4 separate regions of the Sus scrofa genome follow, and all the other regions are linked to region 4. The links are chromatin contacts, called in public Hi-C and HiChIP or PLAC-seq maps. All regions are on one chromosome and are shown on one strand. Each heading gives the region's core, a stretch centred on a gene start, on an enhancer-like site or on the middle of the called end of the contact. The rest is flanking DNA. Distances are from core to core; before and after follow the strand shown.

The links. Hi-C and Micro-C count contacts between places; a contact is called where the count stands out from the background. HiChIP or PLAC-seq counts read pairs in DNA pulled down with a chosen protein or histone mark.
Region 1: a contact with region 4 is called in a Hi-C map of liver, with 2.7 times the contacts expected there. The contact joins the enhancer-like site here to the promoter of KIAA0100 in region 4. A contact is called at or near these places in 1 of 5 promoter capture datasets (liver), 3 of 47 Hi-C or Micro-C datasets (embryonic fibroblasts, liver and skeletal muscle) and 2 of 2 datasets of contacts at active chromatin or transcription factors (alveolar macrophages and skeletal muscle).
Region 2: an H3K27ac HiChIP or PLAC-seq map of alveolar macrophages shows a contact between it and region 4. The contact joins the promoter of UNC119 here to the promoter of KIAA0100 in region 4. A contact is called at or near these places in 1 of 5 promoter capture datasets (fetal liver), 4 of 47 Hi-C or Micro-C datasets (blood, heart right ventricle, liver and 1 more) and 2 of 2 datasets of contacts at active chromatin or transcription factors (alveolar macrophages and skeletal muscle).
Region 3: a Hi-C map of liver shows a contact between it and region 4, with 5 times the contacts expected there. The contact joins the promoter of NEK8 here to the promoter of KIAA0100 in region 4. A contact is called at or near these places in 1 of 5 promoter capture datasets (liver), 7 of 47 Hi-C or Micro-C datasets (blood, heart right ventricle, liver and 1 more) and 2 of 2 datasets of contacts at active chromatin or transcription factors (alveolar macrophages and skeletal muscle).

The regions. Positions count from the first base shown.
Region 1 is chr12:44,979,500-44,982,199 of Sscrofa11.1, forward strand. TRAF4 (TNF receptor-associated factor 4) reads left to right here. Exons shown (of 7, transcript XM_021067485.1): 3 at 1-36; 4 at 113-274; 5 at 367-528; 6 at 615-770; 7 at 1,025-2,151. The coding sequence ends at 1,657. Among named protein-coding and RNA genes, the nearest start is that of TRAF4, 5.2 kb to the left of the region's middle. Within about 2 kb of position 1,267, at least 20 of the 83 cell types and tissues checked have an H3K27ac peak or open chromatin away from gene starts, as enhancers often do. A contact at or near this core is called in alveolar macrophages and liver, where this site is marked.
Region 2 is chr12:44,806,020-44,808,719 of Sscrofa11.1, forward strand. UNC119 (protein unc-119 homolog A) reads right to left here and starts at 1,315. Exons shown (of 5, transcript XM_003131761.5): 1 at 1,003-1,315. The coding sequence starts at 1,222. PIGS (phosphatidylinositol glycan anchor biosynthesis class S) reads right to left here. Exons shown (of 12, transcript NM_001244339.1): 12 at 2,312-2,700.
Region 3 is chr12:44,961,767-44,964,466 of Sscrofa11.1, forward strand. It overlaps NEK8 (serine/threonine-protein kinase Nek8), which reads left to right and starts at 1,329. Exons shown (of 16, transcript XM_021067481.1): 1 at 1,329-2,063. TLCD1 (calfacilitin) reads right to left here and starts at 1,257. Exons shown (of 3, transcript XM_013989985.2): 1 at 864-1,257; 2 at 299-554. The coding sequence starts at 1,057.
Region 4 is chr12:44,892,190-44,894,889 of Sscrofa11.1, forward strand. It overlaps KIAA0100 (protein KIAA0100 homolog), which reads right to left and starts at 1,279. Exons shown (of 43, transcript XM_003131765.5): 1 at 1,120-1,279; 2 at 156-279. The coding sequence starts at 1,187.

The DNA of each region.
Region 1 (2,700 bases), core at 17-2,516, 87 kb after region 4:
GGCTGCCGCTGGAGTGGGCCACTTCGGCACCTGCAGGTGAGACTCTGGTTGGGGTGGCGAGGTGGGGGGACCCCCCTCCTTTGGCCGGCGCTGACTCAGCCCCTTCCATCAGGGCCACCTGAATACCTGCAGCTTCAATGTGGTTCCCTGCCCCAACCGCTGTCCCACCAAGCTGAGCCGCCGGGATCTGCCCGCACACCTGCAACACGACTGCCCCAAGCGGCGCCTCAAGTGCGAGTTCTGTGGCTGTGACTTCAGCGGGGAGGCCTTTGAGGTGGGTGGGGCCTGGCTGAGGGTCGGTCGGGGGAGAATGGGTACCTGGTGGCTCAGGGATTCCTTAACTCAGCCCCGCTGCCATTTCCACAGAGCCACGAGGGTGTGTGCCCCCAAGAGAGTGTGTACTGTGAGAACAAGTGCGGGGCCCGCATGATGCGGCGGCTGCTGGCCCAGCATGCCACCTCTGAGTGCCCCAAGCGCACCCAGCCTTGCACCTACTGCACCAAGGAGTTCGTCTTTGACACCATCCAGGTGAGGCCCTTCCTGAGCGGGGACCATGGGGCAGGGAGCGGGGAGTCAGGCTACTGACCTCTGCCTCTCTGCCTCTGCGGCCCCAGAGCCACCAGTACCAGTGCCCCAGGCTGCCTGTGCCCTGCCCCAACCAGTGTGGCGTGGGCACTGTGGCCCGGGAGGACCTGCCCGGCCATCTGAAGGACAGCTGCAGCACTGCCCTGGTGCTGTGCCCATTCAAAGACTCTGGCTGCAAGCACAGGGTGAGTCGCCCCTCCTCCCGTCAGCTCCCTTCTCGGTCCTTGAAGCCTCAGACCTCAGCCCTTAGTGATCCCTGCTCTGCTGCTCTGAAGCCTCCAGTCCTCCCGCTGCTGGCCAGCTCCAGCCTCCTAGTGCCCTCTGTCTTTCTCCTTCAGAGCTAGGTGCCCGCCACCCTGTACCCACTCCTCCCCTCTCCCCTGGACTTGTTCCTACTAACTCTCCTCCCTTCCCCCATGGCCTGGGGCTCTGCCAACAGTGCCCTAAGCTGGCAATGGCACGGCACGTGGAGGAGAGCGTGAAGCCACATCTGGCCATGATGTGCGCCCTGGTGAGCCGGCAGCGGCAGGAGCTGCAGGAGCTGCGGAGAGAGCTGGAGGAGCTGTCGGTGGGCAGTGACGGCGTGCTCATCTGGAAGATTGGCAGTTACGGGCGCCGGCTACAGGAGGCCAAAGCCAAGCCCAACCTCGAGTGCTTCAGCCCCGCCTTCTACACGCATAAGTATGGCTACAAGCTGCAGGTCTCTGCTTTCCTCAACGGCAACGGCAGCGGGGAGGGCACACACCTCTCGCTCTACATTCGCGTGCTGCCAGGTGCCTTTGACAATCTCCTTGAGTGGCCCTTTGCCCGCCGCGTCACCTTCTCCCTGCTGGATCAGAGCGAACCTGGGCTGGCTAAGCCACAGCATGTCACTGAGACCTTTCACCCTGACCCAAACTGGAAGAATTTCCAAAAACCAGGCACTTGGCGGGGCTCCCTGGATGAGAGTTCGCTGGGCTTTGGCTACCCCAAGTTCATCTCCCACCAGGATATCCGCAAGCGAAACTATGTGCGGGATGATGCAGTCTTCATCCGTGCCTCTGTTGAATTGCCCCGAAAGATCCTCAGCTGAGTGCAGACCCAGCTGCAGGAGAAAGGGGGTGGGAAGTGACCATCAGGCACTGGCTGAGGCTGGAGAGGGGGCCGGACCCCCTTACAGCTGTCTCTGCTGCCTAGGTTCTGTTCCCCCTCCCTCCTTCCCCACCACCCTCAGGTGCCTCCTATTGGTGCTTCAGCCCTGGCCTCTGGGGAGAGCAGGTCTTTGGGTCATCAAGGGCTTGGAAACAAGTGATCCCAGGGCCTGTCTCCTGGGCAGGGCAGACATGCCTTGGTGCCGGCCACACTCTACCCAGGACTGAGGTGCCTGCTGGTGCTATGTCCCAAGAGCCATAGGGGGGAGGGGGATTTGGGAAACTGAGGGGTAGTTAAAGAATCTGTCTTGAGATCTGATTTCCCCTTCCCCCAGCTGTGTCCCCTCTGGTTATTTATTTACTTAGTGCCAGGAGGGCACAGCAGGGGAGCCCTGATTTTTAATAAATCCTGAATTGTATTTATTAACTTGGTTCCAGCCTGACTCATCTGGGTTACTTAGGGTCCTCGAAGGCTGGGCCCAGTTGCGAAGTCAAAGCACTGGTCAGAAAGGGGCTGCAGCCCCTCTGGCCTCAAAAGCCATTAGATTGCTGCCCTGTTGGGCCGCCCTCTGCTGGAGGACAGAAGGACTGCACTTGGCTTTGTGTGGACGACATTTGCCTGCTGCTGCCCTCTGGCGGTTAGATGGGGGAGGTGCAGGCTCTGGACGTTTTATAAGGTGAGCGTCTCTGATTATATACCCCACCAAAGACTAGTGTGCCTCAGCTGTACTCAGGTCTTGGACTGATAGTAGCTACCATCTGTTGAGTACTTTTCATGCGATTAACAACTGCTAAGCACTTTATATGCATTATTTCATTTAATACAACAATCAAGTGAAGTAGCTTTTAATAAAAGGACCTACCTTAGTGGGCTGTAGTGAACACTTAATGAGACAGCACAAGGGAATTCCCATCAAGGCTCAGAGGTAATAATCCAACTATATCCATGAGGATGCGGGTTCGATCCCTGGCCTCGCTCGGTGGG
Region 2 (2,700 bases), core at 65-2,564, 86 kb before region 4:
GCCTCTGCCATGAGACTTCCTGGTCCTTGTTGCCTGCCTCTGGTGACCCCCTCCCCTGCCCTGAATGCCCAGTTGTCTGCCTCTCAGCAGCAGCTATGAGCAGTCCTGTGGGGCCCTCAGTACTATTGATAAAAGAGCCCTATTTACAGGGCATGCACAACGCCAGGCACGGTGCAAAATCAGAGGATTTATTTTCACAATAGCTCTGTAAGGTAGGAGTTATTATCCCCATTTTACAGGTGAATATGTGCAGAGAGGTGAAGTTATGAGCCCAAGATCATACAGCCAATTACACGACAAAGCTGGAAGTTCAGCTTAGGCAGGTCGAGCTCAGAAACTCAGCCACAGTGGAGACTTGGCCTCCCAGAAGAGGTCAGGCCCTAGTCCAGGCTGCGTGGGGTGGCGCGGGGGGGGGGGGGGGCATTCATTAACCCACTCCCTTGAGAGAGCCCAGAGCCAACCCACTGAAGTTTCCTCTTCAGGTTCTTTCCGGGGTAGGAGGATGGCTTCAGACTTCCTGGGGTGTCCAGGGTGAGGGCATTAACGATCAGGGAGACAGGAGGGTTTTGATACCACCCAAGTAACTCTGCCTCCACCAAGCCTCCAGGGTGGAGACTGAGGACAGACTGCCCTTAGCCCCCCTCCTCGTTATTGCAGAGAAAATCTTCACAGGGTTCTGAGGACTGTGGGGAAGGGGTCACAGTAGCAGCTGCTGCCCACCTCCACCCTTGGAAAAGGGGGATAGACTCTTCAAAAAGGAAAGAGTCGGGTGGAAAGAAATCTCTACAGAAAGAAGGGGGCACAGAGAGATATCAAAGGAAGGAGGTACATGGAGATCTCAGGCCCAGAGGCAGAAGGATAGGGGACACCGGCCAGGGAGACCCGGGTGGGGGAGGGGAGGCAGGGGAGGGAGGGAAAGGGGGCGGGGGCCCGGGCTCCGCGCGCCTCGAGGGCCCTCTCTAGCTCCCGCCTGCCGGCGGCGTTCCCTCGCTTGGTGCTCACCGCCCGTGATCCGCTGCAGCCCCAGCACGTCCTCCGGCCCGATCGGCTGCTTCCTCTGCAGCGGCCCCGGCCTGGGCCCCGAGCCTGCCTCCGGCTCCGACTCGGACCCGGACCCGGATTCCGCCTGCGGCTCCAGCTTGGGCTCCACGCTTGGGCCCGAGGCCCCTGAAGCGGGCTCCGCCGCCGTCCCGGCCCCGCCGCCGCCCTTCTTCACCTTCATGGCCTCGCGGGGCCGCGGCTCGCCTGCTGCCGCCGCGGCTGCCTGCGCCGGCTGGAGCAAAGGGGGAGCGTCCGCAGCCCCGCCCCCGCCGGGGCCCCAGGTACCGCCCCGCCCCCGGGGTGGGCCCAGAACTGGCCCCGCCCACCGCCCGCCCACCTGAGCTACTCACGCGGGCAGGGTTGAGGCTCGCTCCCAGGTTCTCTCATTTTTGTTCCCACTTTTATCTGTAGGAATTTTAAGGCTACCTTCTCCTTACTCGCTGTACTCCAGCCGCTCCGCCCTTCTCTCCGCCCCTCAAAAGAGTTCCCGCCTCAGGGTCTTTGCCTGGGATGCTCTTCCCCCAGAAGGCCTCCTCTTGTCCTTCTAGTCTCAGCTCAAATACCTCTGCTCAGAGGCCCTCTCAGACTCACAATCTCAAGTACCAATACCAACCCCCAGTCACTATCTGATCAGCCTATTTTTTCTTTCTAAAGCATTATCTGAAATTAGTTTCGTTTGTTCACTCTTTCCCCCTTAAAGACCAATTACTTAAAAGCAGAGGTCCTATCCGTTCTCTAAAATACCACTCAGCACCTTGCATAATGCCCACTGCAGCCTGTGCTCAATACAGCTGGCCCTTGAACGACATGAGTTTGAAGTGTGTAGGGCCACTTATATGTGCACTTTTTTCCAATAAAAAATACTACACAATGGAAGGTTGGGTGAAACTGCAGATGCGAAACTGCTAATACCCAGGGCCAATGATAAATTATACTCTGATTCTGAATGCACCGGAAGGTGGGTGTCCCAACCCCTGCATTCTTAAAGGGTCAATTTTATTTTATTTTTGAATTTATGAATTAGTTAGTATCTGAGGGCTTACACCAGTAAAAGCTATTCTCTCCCAAACCCCCTGCTAGACAAGCCAGGACACACTGAGGGACAATAGCCTACAAGATTCTAGCCACCACAGGGCCCTCCAAGATAGGGAGGCAGGAAGGGCACATAGCCAGTAGAAGCAAAGTGGACCAGTGAGCCCAGGAGGACAGGCATCAGGAAATCATTACTTAAAACACAAATGAATGAAAGTTACACTCATACTTCATATAATTCCAATTCACATTCAACCAACGTTTATTGAGAGCCTAGAATATGCCAGACACTTTCACATGCTCATCCATTTAATACTCACAACCACCTTGTAAGGGAGGTATCAGTGCTATTTTTAAATGAAAAACTGAGGCTCAGGGAGGATTAAGTGGCCTACTCAAAGCTCCCCAGATGATAAGGGCAGAAGCAAGGGTTTGAATTCAGATGTGTTTGATCCCAAGTCCGGAATTTTCCCCACCGCACCATACTGCCTCTAGGTAAAGATAAAGGCAACCTCTGCCACACACAGCAATAGGCTGCACCCAACAGGTGTAGCCAGCCTGGAGCAAGGGGAGTAAGGGAGAAGGCCCCAGAGGTGACAGGAGCCCAGCCCTTTCCATGGGAGCAGT
Region 3 (2,700 bases), core at 79-2,578, 70 kb after region 4:
GCTACAAGATTGGGGGCTAGGAAATCCTCCCGTTTGCATCTTTTGGAAACACAGTGTATTCAATACAATTACATTTTGAACCCTATCCACAAGTTCTTGCTATGGGTGGAGTTTTCAGGCAAAGAAAATGAGGCCACGATTGCTGGCCTCAAGTAGTGAAGCAAGGGTACAGAGACTACCAACCCTCAGCATTCTAGCATTAGACCATAGGCCCCTGGGTGGGGTTATCTCCCAGATTCAAAAAGGCTTAGATTAGGTTGCTAGCACCAGGCCTATTCCACATCCCCTGCTCACTTACCATGACGTGATGGACAAGGTATTCCCAAGAAGCCCGTGATTGATGACTAACCACGATATCCACCGTGTCGTGGATGAAATACCCTAGCCGAGGGATGGGGAAGAGGTCATAAACGGGACTGAGCAAGAAACATTCCTGTCCCTCCCAACTACTTAATACGAAGCAAGACCTACCTGCAGAGAAACAAACGAGCAGATAGCCAGAAAGCGACCATGCTGTTTCAATCTCTACCAGCATCTCCGGGGTCTGCCATATACTGGATGGGAGGGAAGAAGGCAGGCGCTTCACTCGGTATCCCCAAGGACCCACAACCATGCCAGTGCCCGGGGAGTCTGGGCTGGTGCTATTGGCTGACCGGGAGCGAGGAGGGGCTTGGCTGAAACCCAGGTGTTCGCCGTTTCCCAGGTGAGAACCCCCCTCCCCTGGGGCTGCAGCCGCTCCTGGTTGGACAGCATTCTAAACCGGGAATCAGGTGAGACTGCCTGGGCCTCAGCCCGCCAATGAGTGATGGGAAGAGTAATGCGGGATCCCCTAGCCGCCTTCACTCCCCCAGTCCTTCACTCACCACAGCAGCGCCCAGGTCCCTGACACAATGGAATGGGCGAAGGAGACGAGCAGGTTGTGCCAGCGCCAGGTGCGCAGGGGGTCGGCGCGCACGTGCGCCGGTAGGGCCAGGCGACAGAGCGCGTGCCGGAGCGCCCGGAAGGTCAGCGTGGCGCCCAGGAGCAGCGGCAGGGCGGGGAGCAGCATTGGGGGCATGCTGACCCTCCCTGCCTTCTGTCTGTTCGCCCTCTAGGCCGCCTCCTCCGGCAGTTCGGGAAAGGGACTTTCTTTTGGGCTGGTCCACCCCCGACGCCTTTCCTGGCGGCCGCCAGCCTCACACACACTGTCTCCGCGGAGCCCTGTAGGCCCCCTTCGCTCCTCCCGTCCCTTCCCGTCCGGCCTCTGCCCCCGCCCCCAACCACCCGCGCCCCCGCCCCGCCCCGCCCTCCTGTCCCCGCCCCTCCGGCGCCTCCGCAGCGCGGAGGGCGAGAGCCCCATTTCCCCTCAGGCCCCCCAGGCCCCGCCAGGCTCCCGCGGACTTTGGGCAAAAGAGGCTGTCCTGGGGCCGCCACCGCCAAGCCACCCCTCGCTGGCGCCTCCCGACTGCCGACGGAGTCCCGCTTCGCTCGCCTGGCCTGGTTAACCCAAATCCCCTGGCGTCCCAGCTCCCCTGCCTGGGCGGGCCCTGAGAGAACTCTCTCCTCCCTTACCTCCTTTACCCGCAAAGCTGGGCGGGACCCGTCACGCACCCACGTCTTTTAAATCCCTAAACCTGGGGACCAGCCGGTGCCCCGTATCCGACGATGATCTCTCAGACCGTATTTTTCCGCTAGCATCTTCAGGCCAGAGTCGAACACGTTTACCTGCCTCTACCTCATCCCGCCCAAGTCACTGCCTAGAATCTGTCGACTAACCTATCACCACCCCTCCTCCCAGCCGGCTCTTGGGCTCCTGGGGCCGCGCGGCAGTCACAGTCCTCCCTCAGACAGTCCCAGCTCTCTTCTCCCCGCTTCCTGGAGGCCGGAGCGGGGAAGACGGCCGATGTGCCCAGGCCACCAGGGTGACCCTCACTTTGCCGGCCAGTGGCCTGGAGCAGTTGCAACTCACGACCGCTAGGTGACAGCCTGTCCTCACGCGGCGTGGGATCCCCTCCCGGCGTACAAGGAAGGAGGTGGTGTTTTTGCCCAAGAGTTAACCAGACTCAGCGAACGAAAGGGCGGAGGTAAAAGAGAAGGGAGTAGTTGGAGCGGGGGTGGGGGGCTGCTCTGAGAGTGAGGGAAAACCAGAAGCCTGAGGCGCCAAGAGGTTTGGGTGTTTGCTCTGCCTCCCCTGATGGCTCCAAGGTTACACATTAACCTCTCTGGGGCTCCGGGTCAACCAAGGCCTGATCAGTTTCTAGGTGAGAACACGGAGTGTCCCAGCTGAGTGGCTTTCCCCCTTGCCCTCCTCTGCTCACAGGGCAGCTTTGTCCGCCGGACACCCTGGCCTGAGCCAGCTACCAACAGGCCCTCATGGGGCCTTTCCAGTGGTCATTCCACGTGGGTAGTTTTGGGTACCCTTTCAAGGGCCAGGGTGGGAACAGAAGATAAACACCCCTTTCCTCACGTTCCTCACCCACTCAGAAATAGGGACGCTATCCCTTAGCTAATCATCGTCCTTCCTGCTACCTTAACTGAGATTTTATAGAGGTCATGAAGGGCAGAAGGCGGTGGGTAGACACCTGGAATTAAACTCACTTCCGGCCAAGATCTTAGACTATTGTACTACTAACCAGCCCCCCACCTCTGGGCAGAAGATTTGAACCCATATCAGGCGAATGATTCTTTCCTCCTCTCCCGCCTGGATGCCTTCAGGTGGTA
Region 4 (2,700 bases), core at 29-2,528:
TCCCAAACTAGCTCTAAGATCATCTTGGCAAAGGGGTGCAAGGCTGCGTTAACTAGGAGAGAGAGCCACTACAATTCTTAAAAAAGGAAATCAAAAGTTGAAATTCATTTGGATCAACCCCACATACTACCCAGGGAGTTTCCCAGGACTCTCACCACTGTTTGCTGGTGCTGCTGAAATTTAAGACTAACATTCTGTATCCAAAAAAAGGAGCCAATCTTTAGTTCCGCCTTCAGCTTCCGCTGACACCAACTGGTGGCCAACCGGACCACAAGCCACCTGCAGAAAAATCCTTATGAGTTCATAGGACCCTCTCCCAATTATGGCCTCCCTCACCCCCTGCTGGCCCTAGAACACCTTCCAAAGGACCATGATTTGTAGCTGAATCTTCTGGGCAGCTCTCCTGTCTTCCAAAACACCATTCTGTCATATACATTCATCCGCGCAGATCAGGACCCCAGCCCTGGAGTGTCCCCTCCACCCAGATGAAATCAGACGAACTAAACTGCACCTTCTAAGTTGGAGACAAAGAAAGCAATCCCTCAAATCCTTAGGAACCCCAGAGATAGAGAGAAGACTCCCAAGAGAAGTCGAAGGACAAGCACCCCTGCCAGATGTGCCCATCACATCACCCCAAAGGGTCTCCTTCGCCTTCCAGACAGGTGTCCGCGAGAAGGCACTGTGGGGTCACACCCAGCCGACTCAAATGCCGCTCTCCCTGGGCAGCCAGACCTGTTCCTGCTCCCCAGGGCAGGTTGCAGGTGCCCTTCGCGCTCGCGGAAGAGGACGTTCAGAGGCGAGTGAATGGAAAAAGAAAAGCCGAGCCCCGTCCTCACTCACACCTCCATCCTCCTCCCAATCGTAGCATCTCCTCAGGCCTCGTCCGCTTGCTTGTTCTCCCCCCCACTCCCGGTTCTTCCGAGACAGCTCCGGTCGTACGCCCCCGCTCGATCCCTTTCCTAGTCGCTAGCCCCCTCCTCGGCCCCTCCCCCTCTCCATCTCCCCACCTCTAGCCCCTTCCCCCTCCCGCCCGCTTCTTTCCTGCGCGCGCCCCCTCCTCAGCCTCTCTTCCTTCCCTTCCCACTGTCCCCTCCCCCGCTGTAGCTGGGATCCCCTCACCGGCCTAGGAAGAGGGCGATGAGCGCAACCAACAGCAAGGCCAAGAGCGCGGAGAAGAACAGGGGCATTCCGGCCCCGGCCCGGCCCGGCTCTGGCCCCCGCCCTGCCGGGGCAGCCCCCGCCGGCTCCAAGCTGGGCCGCCACGGGCCGACCAGCAACAAGCGCAGGGACAGCGCGGGGGGAGGAAGCGTTGGCGCGAGTGCGCCCCGCCCCCTCCCGCAGCCAGCCAGCCTGCCAGCTGTCTTTCGGCCCCGCCCGCCCGGCGCCCGCGATCCAGTGGGGCCAACCGGCTGCTAGCGCGAAGTGTAGGCGTGGCTCCGGAAGGAGCGCACTGGGAGCGGCCCTCAAGCCGATTGACACACAGGCCCCGCCTCAGGCGCACCCTTCTGGACCCGGAAAAGCGGAACCGGGTTTACTCGCCAGGGCCTAGGCTCGCCCGGGCCTAGGCTCGCTCCCAGGATGTCAGAGGACCCGGATGGATCGCTTCACTGCGGGGAGATCCTCTCTCAAAGCGTTTCCCAGAGTAGTTGTATAGAGTCTGCGTGGCCACTTAGGGCCTGGACTGAGGCTAATGCCCCAGTTATACCCCTGGGTCATACGAAGTACTTATCCTGTCTTATTCCAGAGCCTTATCCGAACATCATTGAGGAAACCAAGGGGTAATTAAAAGGCCTCAAAAGTCCCACCTCATTCCATTCACAACAGAATGAATTTTTAACTCATTTACTGTTCAAATGTTCTAGTTAATATGTATTGTGCTGCTGTGTGGGCAGCACCATTCTGGACCTTTCCTTGCAGTTTTCAGTTTTCTACTGTCAACAGCAGTCAAAGCACTGCGCTGGAGTGGTATTACAGAAGTAAAGAATAGGAGTTCCCGTCGTGGCGCAGTGGTTAACGAATCCGACTAGGAACCATGAGGTTGTGGGTTCGGTCCCTGCCTTGCTCAGTGGGTTAACGATCACGGCGTTGCCGTGAGCTGTAGTGTAGGTCGCAGACGCGGCTCGGATCCCGTGTTGCTGTGGCTCTGGCGTAGGCTGGTGGCTACAGCTCCAATTCGACCCCTAGCCTGGGAACCTCCATATGCCGCGGAAGCGGCCCAAAGAAATAACAAAAAGACAAAAAAAAAAGTAAAGAATATTGTACTTGGAATTCCTCTGTGGCACGGTGGGTTAAGGATCTGGTATTGTCACTGTAGCTGCCCAGGTCATTGCTGTGGCGTGGGTTTGATCCCTGACCCAGGAATTTCCTCCTGCTGCAGGTAAGACCAAAAAAAAAAAAAAAAAAAAAAAGCTTGTGTGTGTGTGTGTGTGTACATATTGTACATATCTTCCACAAGAACTATCTAAGAACTATCTATATATGTTCTTGCCCTTTGGGAACAATTTATCTGGAAAGCAAACATCATTATGTGAAATAGAGAATTCAGTCAACTTTATTTTACCTGTTTCTCTGTGAAATGCAACAGGACAAATGTTCCTTCCAACTCTAGTGCAGTGATGCTAACACAGTACAAGCTAAAGAAATTCTAAGGATTTAAAAATAAATACCTCATATCCCTTTGCTCTGACATCCTCATCTCCA